Linked DNA regions of Mus musculus: all the other regions are linked to region 2. The links are chromatin contacts, called in public Hi-C maps. All regions are on one chromosome and are shown on one strand. The core of a region is the stretch at or near the end of the contact, and the rest is flanking DNA. Distances in the headings are between cores, read along the strand shown. Region 1 has its middle 39 kb from the start of Gm36475. Region 2 has its middle 14 kb from the start of Slc30a5. Region 3 overlaps Gm36475 (a long non-coding RNA gene).

The links. A called contact is a pair of places that touch in the nucleus more often than the background predicts.
Region 1: a Hi-C map of uterus shows a contact between it and region 2, with 6 times the contacts expected there. The contact joins two enhancer-like sites. A contact is called at or near these places in 1 of 39 promoter capture datasets (hippocampal neurons), 10 of 484 Hi-C or Micro-C datasets (the BV-2 cell line, the HPC-7 cell line, the N1E-115 cell line and 5 more) and 1 of 115 datasets of contacts at active chromatin or transcription factors (embryonic stem cells).
Region 3: a contact with region 2 is called in a Hi-C map of cerebral cortex, with 2.6 times the contacts expected there. The contact joins two enhancer-like sites. A contact is called at or near these places in 1 of 484 Hi-C or Micro-C datasets (cerebral cortex), 5 of 115 datasets of contacts at active chromatin or transcription factors (bone marrow-derived macrophages, embryonic fibroblasts, embryonic forebrain and 2 more) and 1 of 9 other capture datasets (embryonic stem cells).

The regions. Positions count from the first base shown.
Region 1 is chr13:101,499,422-101,502,969 of GRCm38.p6, reverse strand. No RefSeq gene overlaps it. Among named protein-coding and RNA genes, the nearest start is that of Gm36475, 39 kb to the left of the region's middle. Within about 2 kb of position 1,354, at least 10 of the 459 cell types and tissues checked have an H3K27ac peak or open chromatin away from gene starts, as enhancers often do. A contact at or near this core is called in uterus, where this site is marked.
Region 2 is chr13:100,845,766-100,849,339 of GRCm38.p6, reverse strand. No RefSeq gene overlaps it. Among named protein-coding and RNA genes, the nearest start is that of Slc30a5, 14 kb to the right of the region's middle. Within about 2 kb of position 1,924, at least 45 of the 459 cell types and tissues checked have an H3K27ac peak or open chromatin away from gene starts, as enhancers often do. A contact at or near this core is called in cerebral cortex and uterus, where this site is marked.
Region 3 is chr13:101,551,067-101,554,592 of GRCm38.p6, reverse strand. All of the region lies in intron 2 of Gm36475 (a long non-coding RNA gene), which reads right to left. Among named protein-coding and RNA genes, the nearest start is that of Gm41043, 4.7 kb to the right of the region's middle. Within about 2 kb of position 1,367, at least 18 of the 459 cell types and tissues checked have an H3K27ac peak or open chromatin away from gene starts, as enhancers often do. A contact at or near this core is called in cerebral cortex, where this site is marked.

The DNA.
Region 1 (3,548 bases), core at 105-2,604, 650 kb before region 2:
AGAAGGACAGCCACAACTGGCTCATGTCTTCTGGGACTGTAAAAGTGGGGATTAACCGTTTTGAGGAGAAAGGCTCTATTATCCCTGTTTCCTCAGTGTGAATGAAAGATAGACTTGGGCCTCAGTTAACAATGGTCGCCATTAGCCACTGGAGTTCCTCTGTCATGTAGCTGTGTGCTAGAGCCTCTCTTAAATGTTACCAAGGCCTCTTTTCATAGAGAACCCTGGCTACTTGAAGAGACTAGTTGATTTTAAAAGTGCTGATATGTCATTCCATGTTGTATGAATGCATGAAAATATAATTAGAAAACGTTTCAAACATTTAACGTATTGATGCGGCTCCTCGTGGTTTTTTTTTTTTCTTTTTTATTGTCCTCTTGTATATTATATCTCAGCCATAGTTTCCCCTCCCTCTTCTTTTCCTAGTCCCCACTCCATTCCCCAGATCTCAGTCTCCTTCAGAAAAGGGCAGGCCTCCTAGGTATATCAAGTAAACATGGCATATCAAGTACAGTACGACTAGGCACATTGCCTCCCATTAAGACTGGATCAGATAACACAGTAGGAGGTAAAGGTCCCCAGAGCAGGGGACAGTATGGACAACCATGACATCGATGCACAGGACCTAGGTCAGAGCCATGCCAGTTCTCTGATTGTTGTTTCAATCTCTGTGAGCCCCTGTGAGTTGATTCTGTGGGCTATTTTCTTGTGATTCCCATGACCATCTGGCTCCTACAATCCTTCTCCCTCCTACAGCTCCACTTCCACAGGATAACTCAGCTGGTAGAGTGAATGATTGTTGTGGGTCTTAACTACTTGGCCCAGAGCCCCGCTCCCCCTCCTTCCATCACACGGGGAACTGTCACAGTGTGATTCTTGGTAGACTCCTCTCTTTACACGGGCATTCTTACAACAGGACCCCTGGTAGCTGGCCAAACCCACCTCATACTCTAACAGAGCAAATCAGATTCTATTTTCCTTTTCTTTTCTGCCCCGGTAATTTGTCCATGTGACCAAGCCCAGGCAGTAACATGGTCCAAGTGCCCAAGTTTGGCAGGAGACAGGGCTGCCTGAAACCTATTGGCTTGTTCCATAGCCCCAGATTCATATGCTGAATACCGAACTCAAAGCACATTTAGAGATAGGGTCATTAGAGAGAAAGTCAAGTTAGAATGAGCCCTAATCCAGCCACAGTTTGGAGACCTGTGTGTGTAGAGGGGAGACAGTGTGAACAGACATAAGAGAGCACTAAAATCACACAGGGACAATTATCTACACGCCAAAGAGAGAGGCCAGGAGGCGAACCGTCCTTTACAACTCCCCAAAGGACTAACTCTGATAAAATCCTGGCCTTTGAGTTTCCAGAACCTTGAGACAATAAATCTCTGTTGTTTAAACTGCCTGCCTATGGCACTTTGTTATAGCAACGCATGCAAACTAATATACTAGCTCCCCCAGAAAATTCCCCTGGTGTAGTTTTGGCTCTTGTCCTGGCCTTCTTGAGTTCTTGGCTTTTCATCTTCTAGGCATTTATGAAGCTGTTAAATCTGTCTTCAAGAAATTTTTTTTTTCAGTAAAATTGATCCAGAGTTTGTTGTTTCCAGCTAAGAAGCCCAGTGAATACAAATACCATGTTCTGGAAAAGCTTTCTCTCTATAGGGAACTTGGTTGTCTTTCTTGGAAACAGCTTGCGATTGTGCGTTCCCTGTGGCGCACAGCTTTGTTGGATTGGCATATCTGTGCTTCCTTTGTGGTTAGTGGGTTTTTGACTAATCTAACCCTGCTTTTTTTTTTCTTTCTTGCATTTGATTTTTTTAAATGCAGTTTTCTTATATAAATTACCTCAAGATTGGCAGATTGTTTGACTCTCTTCATTGAAACATGTAGAGTCAGATGTCATTCATACCAGCCCACCATGGGTGCAAGGTACCCCCTGCAATGCAGGGACGCTTAGCGTATCAACAGGGTGTTGCTAGCTGCAGTTATTAGAAGTGTAGATATGAACTAGACATTCCAATTTTATTACTGTTTTAAAGTGTGTTCTAAGCCACCTGCCCTGCTATCTTTGTGTTCAGGCACATCAACAGTAACTCTTTGTTAGTGTGTTTTCCCAAAATCAGCATTCAATCTAGAATGACAGGGTTCTGTTCTTCTATGTGTTATGACTCTGAGTTAATGTATCCAGGTCTTAAGTCAAGCTTTCTTATCTGACCAGAGTGTTACATTAGCTCCAAAATCTAGTGAATTGAGATAGATTTTGTTGGTAGTTATGTCTCTAACTTAAGAGACTAAAACTACAACTAAGAGGCAGGGTTTCTACCTCAAGTTTGCAGAAATAAGGGAAAGCGGAGAATACAATAGCAGAATATGGTGCCAGCTTTTCTCCAAAAAGGGCAGAAAAGAATATGCAGAATATAATGCTCATATTTAAAAGACAGTTGGCCTGCAGAGATGGCTCAGAGATTAAGAGTACTGACTGCTCTTCTGAAGGTTCTGAATTCAAATTCCAGCAACCACATGGTGGCCCATAACCATCCATAATGATATCTGATGCCCTCTTCTGGTGTGTCTGAAGACAGCTATAATATACTTACATATAACCAGTAAATAAATCTTTAAAAAAAAACCTGTTGCATAAATTTATCTTCTTTAATTCTTGTATCAGCCTTCTGATATTGATATCATCTCATTATTGTGCAAATGTGATCTCACAGTGACAGTTGGCCATGTCAATCCAAAGCATGTTCTTTCTACACTGGAACCGTAGTTTCGACATCACCAAAGAGACTCGAGAATAGCAGCAGCATTTCCTCCACTCAGGGAAACTGGAGACTGAATGGAAAGAACAGGAGGTCAGGCTGTTTCCCAGAGAGCCTAGCAGGGCTGAATGGCAGGATCAGCTCTTAGGACCCCCATCCTGTTCTCAGCTCAACCTACAGTATAGATTAGGTCAGCCATCTTCAAGGATCCTCCCTATTCTACAGTAAGGTGTTGACCTGCCCATTTTGAATAGATAGACATAACTTGACAGTCTTTTCTGCCTATAATCTCAGAGTTTGTGATGGGAGAATTTGGTGCATTTTCTATACATCATTGACAAATGTGGGCCTTAGTTTCTCTGAGAGAAAAGAGATAATAGTATATAAACTTATACATTATTAAGTCACTTACTTTCCAGAATTCCTGGTAATTTTATCTCTACTGAGTAAGAGATGCTGGCACTGTGGTAGCCGATACCAGGACCAAATCCAGACCCCTTCTTCAGTTGCTGCTCTTTCCAAACCAAGATCCATGAGTCAAAGTCAAAACCACATTTTTCTCATAACCTAAGTAATTACTACTCTAAATACCACCCTTACATAGAGCCTCTTTATCATGGGACCCCCCCCCCCCCACCAATGGCACTCATGACCGATTACACCATTTTGAAGAAGGCTCAGATATCACCATCCACAGGTACAACCTGCATGACACAGTCATATTTACTCCAATGCTGTTTTAAAACTCATTTTGAAAATCCTTTTTATTTATAAATTACATGCGAAGTA
Region 2 (3,574 bases), core at 675-3,174:
CAGGGGGAGTGACACTATTAAGAAGTATGCCCTTGTTGGAATAGGAGTGGCCTTGTTGGAGTAGGAGTGGCCTTGATAGAGGAAGTGTGTCACTGTGGAGGCGGGCTCTGAGGTCTTCTATGTTCAAGCTATTCCCAGTGTGGCACAGTCTCCTGCTACTTACCAATCCAGACGTAGAACTCTCAGCTTCTTCTCCAGCACCCTGTCTGCCTGCATGTCTCCATGCTTCCCACTCTGATGATAATGGACTAAACCTTTGAAACTATAAGCCAGCCTCAATTTAAAAAAAAAAAAATTAATAAGAGTTGATGTGGTCAGGGTGTCTCTTCACAGCAATAAAAACCTTAACAAAGACAAACTTAACAATGTTGATGTTTCTGATCTTGAAATGACCTTAGATAAAGCATCGGCCATAGGCATCATACTCATCTAGAATATGACGATCTATGAATCAGGAACTTCCCAGTGCCACTTCCCTCAACAAAAGGCTCTGGACATGAATTTCCTGTGACCTATGGACAAGCAAGCTGAACTCTGACAGGGTTTCTGTTCTGTCTCTCTCTGAGATTCCTCAAGAACTTGTGGAGCCCCCCTCCCCCACTCAGGGGTCTATTCATTTCACCTAGTGCATGCTAAGGGCATGCTTTATGGAGGCAAGCACTCGATATGCAACTCATAGTGACTGAGGACTCCAGTAAGTAATTTTAAATACTTATAAATCCAAGACAAATATTCTGGTGCCCTTTTTAAATACAAAGATTCATCAAAAGAACACTACTGACATTCTCAAAGTCTCCACTCAGATCATATTGTGATGGAAATACAAGTATGAAAGGACGAAACAAGGGAACACATTCAAAGAATTACTTAAATTGGAAATAGCGTCACATACCCAGAATCCCAACAAGCAGGAGGATCAAGAGTTCAAGGCCAGCCTCAGCTACATGTGTGAGTTAAAGTCCATTTTGCAGTATATAATGAGGCCCAATTTCAAACAATTATCCAGCTTGATATCAAAGTGTTATTGAGCCAGGTGTGGAGCAAAGGCAGATGGATCTCTGTGAGCTCAAGACCAGCCTAGCCTACATAGAGGTCCAGATTAGCCAGTGAAACTCTGTTTAAAATTAATTAAATAATTTTTTTCAAGAATGAATTAGGGGGGGCGTGGTGGCGCACGCCTTTAATCCCAGCACTCAGGAGGCAGAGGCAGGCGGATCTCTGAGTTCGAGGCCAGCCTGGTCTTCAAAGTGAGTTCCAGGACAGTCAAGGCTACACAGAGAAACCCTGTCTCGAAAAATCAAAAAAAAAAAAAAAAAAAAAAAAAAAAAAGAATGAATTAGAAACTCCTCAGTAATCCAAATGATGAAAAAAAAAAAAAAATCAAAATGTATTACAGTGAAAGTAAGTTAGCCTCTGGGTGATCAAAACCCAAAATCCAGCTGCATTCAACAGAAAAATAAATAAATAAATAACCTTTTTTTTTTTTTTTTTGAGACAAGGTCTCATGTAACCCAGAGGGCCTGCAACTTGCCACTTTAAATTTAATTTCTGATCTTCCTGCCTCCAACTCCCAGGAGTTGAGGGTTACAGGCACGGACCACCATGCCTTTTTTTTTTTTTTTTTTTTTTACTGGCTCCTTGGAACTGAAAGCAAGGGTTAGGATGGGAGGAAAAGAAGCGTTCTACTCACTGAGCCACATCCTAGCCCATTCCCAGGGGTGAGCTTTTCTGAGAGGGAAAAGAAGTTCAGGAGACCTGCAAGAGGCAGAAAATCGGCCAAAGACACGCTAGACTTTCAGTAAAACTCATCCAAAGTCAGCCTCTAAAGTGGGAGTTCTCAAGTACGCGTGAGCTGTTTTCCCTGGGCAGATGGGAAGATGCAGCTGAAGGCCAGCTTCGCTCCCCAGTCCCGGGAGGCTGCAGTGCCCGCCCGCCCACTCCGCGGAGCTTCCACTGTGTTTGTACTGTCTGGATTCATTGTATTGTTGTATTACATCGTCCTCTAGTGGCTTCACATTTTTTTCTTCTCTCCCTTCTCTTCAGGCTGATTTCTTCATTACATCACACAACACTTGATACCTAACAAATGAACTCAGATGAATGACGAGACTGAAGATGGTGAGCCCATTGTCGTTAGGACAGTGCTCGAACAGCTTAGGCTCACCAACTTCAGCCACTGAGCTTTTCTTTAAAATAGAGATTACAATATAATTTGCCACTGCCTCTGCTGGAGAGCGAATGGGATTTGGTTTGGCGGCTGCGACAGTCTCCTGCAGCCCAGGCTATTTACTCTGTATCAGAGAGTGATCTTGAGCTCCGGACCCTCCAGCCTCTACTTTCACACGTTAGGAATTATAGTTGTAAACCACCACACCCGTTTGTACTGATATTTGTTTACCCCGCCACCAAAGCTTTTATGTTGAAACCCCAGTCATCACAGGTGATAGCATTTGGAAGTGGGGCCTTTGAGCACTAATAAGGTTTGTGTTCAGTTGTGAGAACAAGACCACCCACACTCAAGTTGGGATCCTTGCGTCTGTGGATCTCAACCTTCCTGGGGCTGTGAGTTCAAGACCCTCAATATAGCTCCTCATGTTCTGGTGATCCCCCAACCACAAAACGATTTTCATTGCTACTTCATAACTATAATTTTGCTAATGTTATAAGGCATAATAAATATCTGTGTTGGTTGCTTCAGCAGCCACGCTGCCTGTGGTGCACTGGTAAACAGCCTGGGCTGACTAAAGCACGCTTCTCTGTAAGTAACCTCCAGTCAGCTCTGTACATTAGGGGCCACGGCTGCGAGCACAGAACTCCAAGACTGATGACTGTAAGTTTCCTAGTGATGACAAGTACAGCCACTTAGTGTGCTTACAGCTGATCTCTGTCCCCGAATGCTGTGCCCACAGGGATGCGGGAGGAGACCCTGGCATCTCAGTCATGACTCATCTCCTGAACAAGACAATGATGCAACTTATGGCTCATTAATCAGTTTTTCTCTCGGCTTGGTATATTGTGGAGATTTGTAGATTTGAGTTTGGGGGAGGGGGGGGAGACGGGTTTTTTTAGTGTTTTGTTTCAGTTTGGGGGCTTGGGTTTCTTTTGTTTTACATTTTTATTAAACAAGTGTTTTGGGTTTGTTATTTGGTTTTTTTGTTTTGTTTTGTTTTTTTGTTTATTTCTGTGTGTATAAGACTTACTGATTATCAGTTCGGGGTGGTATAGAGGATACAAATGGAACATGCCTATGATCTCTACCTTACTCGAGGTATCATTTGCTGTGGTGAAACATCATGATCAAAGCATCTTGGGGAGGAAGAATTAGATGTGGCTTACTCTAGCACATCACTGAAATCAGGAAAGGAACTCAAACAGGGCAGGAACCTGGATTGCCGCAGAGGCCATGGAGAGGTGCTGCTTACTGGCTTGCTCCCCACAGCCTGCTCAGCCTGCTTTCTTATAGAACCCAGGACCATCTGCACAGGGTGTCCCCACTCACAATAGGCTAGACCCTCCCACATCAATCACTAATTAAGAAAATGCCCTACAGGCTTGCCTACACCCCAATCTTGTG
Region 3 (3,526 bases), core at 118-2,617, 710 kb before region 2:
AAATTTTCTTTTCCTTAAAAGTTTTTAAGTTTTTCTAATTGTAGATCTCTCTGTTCCTTGCATGCAAACATAAAATACAACTCAAATCTCAATTACTGTCTAATAATGTTGATACAAATGATCACACAAAGATGTAAAAATATACAAAAGAGTTGGATGGTGGTGGTGTACAACTTTAAGCCCAGCACTCTGGAAGCAGAGGCAGGTGTATGTCTGTAAGTTTGAGGCCAGCCTAGTCTAAAAAGTGAGTTTTAGGACAGCCAGGGCTGTTACACAGAGAAACCCTGTCTCAAAAAATCAACGAACCAACCAACCAACCAACCAACCAACCAACCAACCAACCAACCAACCAATCAAACAAACTTAACAAAACAAACCCCCAAAGAGTTATCTATCACACCTACCTATGAACAAAGGATTACGATAGCTACATACTGAGGTTAGATTTCTCATTTAGAAGAAAAGGAATGCAAGTATGTCTGCAACCTTCATAATAAAGATTGAAGGAAGGTCATCTGCTCAAATACATTATTCTTTAAGGTTTTTTTTTACACTTTTTAATTACATGCATGTATGTGTTCATATACATGTGACTATGCGAACATGATTGTAGGTGCTCCTGTGAGCTAGGGCCTTTGGGATCCTCCTGGAGCTGGACAGAGATCCCCATCCAATGTGTGGTCTAGGAACTGGACTCAGGTCCTTTGGAAGAGCAGTAAGCACTCGTAACTACCAAAGCATCTCTCTGGCCCCTCAAATGCATTCTTGAAAATTGAATAGACAGTGTTCTTTGAACAGCTTGGGGACTGACAGTGAGATAATCCATACCCATAGCCTCTTGGGAATTAGAGGTTGAAAAGAAGAAGAAAAGAAAGGGACTTTGAGAGAGTCTGTGGGCCAGTCTCGTGGCAACCTTGCTCACTTCTCAGGAAGCAGACTCAGCTAACCTAGCTCCTCCCTAACCTCTGACCTTCTGTACAGTTCCATATGGAGGAAAGTCCTGGACAACTGCACTTGTTGTTCCTTTAATGCCCCTACTTCGAAAATAACCCCCAGCTGCTCCAGAAAGGCTGTGAGCCTGACCCCGCACTCTGCGTTCTGAGAGGGAAGAGCAGCCCACTCACAGAAGCATCTGAGGCCCCAGGGTTTTCTTCCTTCTCTGGGCGCAGCAGCTGCAATTCGAAAGCAGCAGATTAACATAATACTTGGGAGGCATTCAGGAATGGCAGCAGAGGAGGTAGCCATTCCTGGGTCCTGGGATCCATGAGGGAGGGTGTGAAAAATGGCGGGGTCACTGAGCTAAAAGAGCCATGGAAAGCCCCGCCTATGGAAAAGGTGGGGCGAAGCTAGAGCAGCCTCTGTCTCTCCCAGCACCGGCACCAGGAAGAGACAGCTGGTATGGCTCAGCCCTGATGATAAGAAATGAAGCTGAAACAAAAGAAACCAGAACTGGAGTCTAGGAATGTCCAGTACACGTGGTAAAGTTTCATAGCCATAGGGGAGACCTGCGTGGGGAGCAGTAGGGGCTAAGTAGTGATCTACATAAAGTAGACAAAGTGCAGATGCTGAAAGTTTCAGACTGTTCTAGGGTAAAGAAAGGATGGCACTTTCTCTTTCTACCTTTTTTTTAGATAGCATCTGACTCGAGTCTCTTATCATCTAAAAGGCTTGGATGTGTTCTTCTTTAAAGGGATGATACCTGGTGTTCCAGAACTTGTAATATATGTTCCTCTTCCATGTTATGAAGGCAATGCTTCTCTACACACACAAACAGTCCTTTATATCTAATCATCTACATAGCACTGCCCATGTGGAAGTGACCAGAGAATCTGACCTTGGCAGCAGAAGACTAACAGGAAACAAGAAGAGGCTGATGCAAAGCTACCCACCCAGCAAGATGCTGGCAGTTTCTGACTCAGGGTGGCTGGGGCAGCTTGATAAGCCATCCAAGCAGCCGACTCTCCCTGATGTATAGGGCTGGAGGTGGCAAAGGTAGGGATGTGGCAATGCCATTAGCCTTACCTCAGTCTCTAGACTAACTCATTTGAACATCTATGGACCTGCTTTACCTCTTCCCCTCTCCCCCTATGCTTTGGGTGGCTCACAGTGTTTCATGACAGCCACTTGAAAATATTCTCTTCGATTCTCTCCGACAAAGGCTCCACAGGAACCTGACATAGACATATAGGATATAATATATATATAACATATAGGATATAATCCCAGTCCTCAGGAGGCTGAGGCTGAAGGATCATTGTAAGTTTGAGGCTAGCCAGAGTTACATGACAAAACCTATCTCATAAAGCACGTTTTCCTCCTCCAAATAAAGGCATTAGAAGGTATCCTCCATCCAAGGCTACAAATACCGGATCATTTTCTATGATCTTCATGATCTCTGCTCATTTCTCCAATCTAAACTCTCAAATTTCCTGAAATTAAGTCAATAAATATATATATACTGAAGATATATATCATAGGCAGCGTGTGGCATGAGATAGCCGCACAGCTACCTCCAAAGCTCGGCTCTATTTGGGAAGGACACATGCCTATGTGGCATATATATGTTATTGCTCAAAGAGATATCATCCCAGGTTAGTTTGCTGATTTTCCAAATGAATGTGCAAATATGGTTATATTATATTGTTTAGAAGAGGGAGGAGCCCTCAGCCTCCAGAGCAGAGGGAGCCAAACACTTCAGAAACCAAACGTAGCTAGGGTTACGGATTGAACTGTGTCCCTCCCAACGTCACATATAGAATCCCTAACTCTTAACAGCTCACAGTGAGATCTTGTATAAAGATACCATCTTTTAAAAAATGCCCAAGTTAAAATGAGTCTATCAAGGTTGGCCTTGACCCTAACTTACAATGTATCCTTAAAGAAGGAAAATTTCGTTGACAGATACAGAAGAAATGTGATCTGAAGGGTTATGGAAGGAAACAGGCACACAAAAGCCAAGGAGTGATGCTGTGGGCATATCCTACCACTTCCCCCATAGACCTCAGAGGAAATCAGCCTTGCTGACACCTAGATTTCAGGTTTCAAGCCATTTCTGTTGTTAAGGTTGCCCTCTGGGGTACTGGGATATTGTCGCCAAGGAAAATAAGGCAACACTCCAGGGTAAGAGGCCAGGGAGCACAGCAAGGTGAGGAAAGCCTCATGGGACTGAGACACCACCGTGCAAAGCAGCCAATCACAGTACCAGGCCTGTTCTAAGAAAATCAGCATACAGAAACCAAAGGTATGTGCAGAAGGGCAGGTGGCCCCGCTTGATAGGCTAGGAGTCCTCATATCAGCGTGCACCGGACTTGTGACGGGTTCTGAAAAGAGAGCGACATTTTTGTGCAGTTTCCCCAGGAGCCCATTGTGACAGGTTATGTTGAAAAAGATGTTGAGCAGGGTGGACTGGAGCCAAGAAACCTGAAGAGGTTCACTCTGTTATGAGAGGTTCTCAAGCTTGGCTAGGGTAGAGTTTCCTGGCAGACTGGGCTGATAATGGCCATAAGGATGGATATTGGAAGCTCAA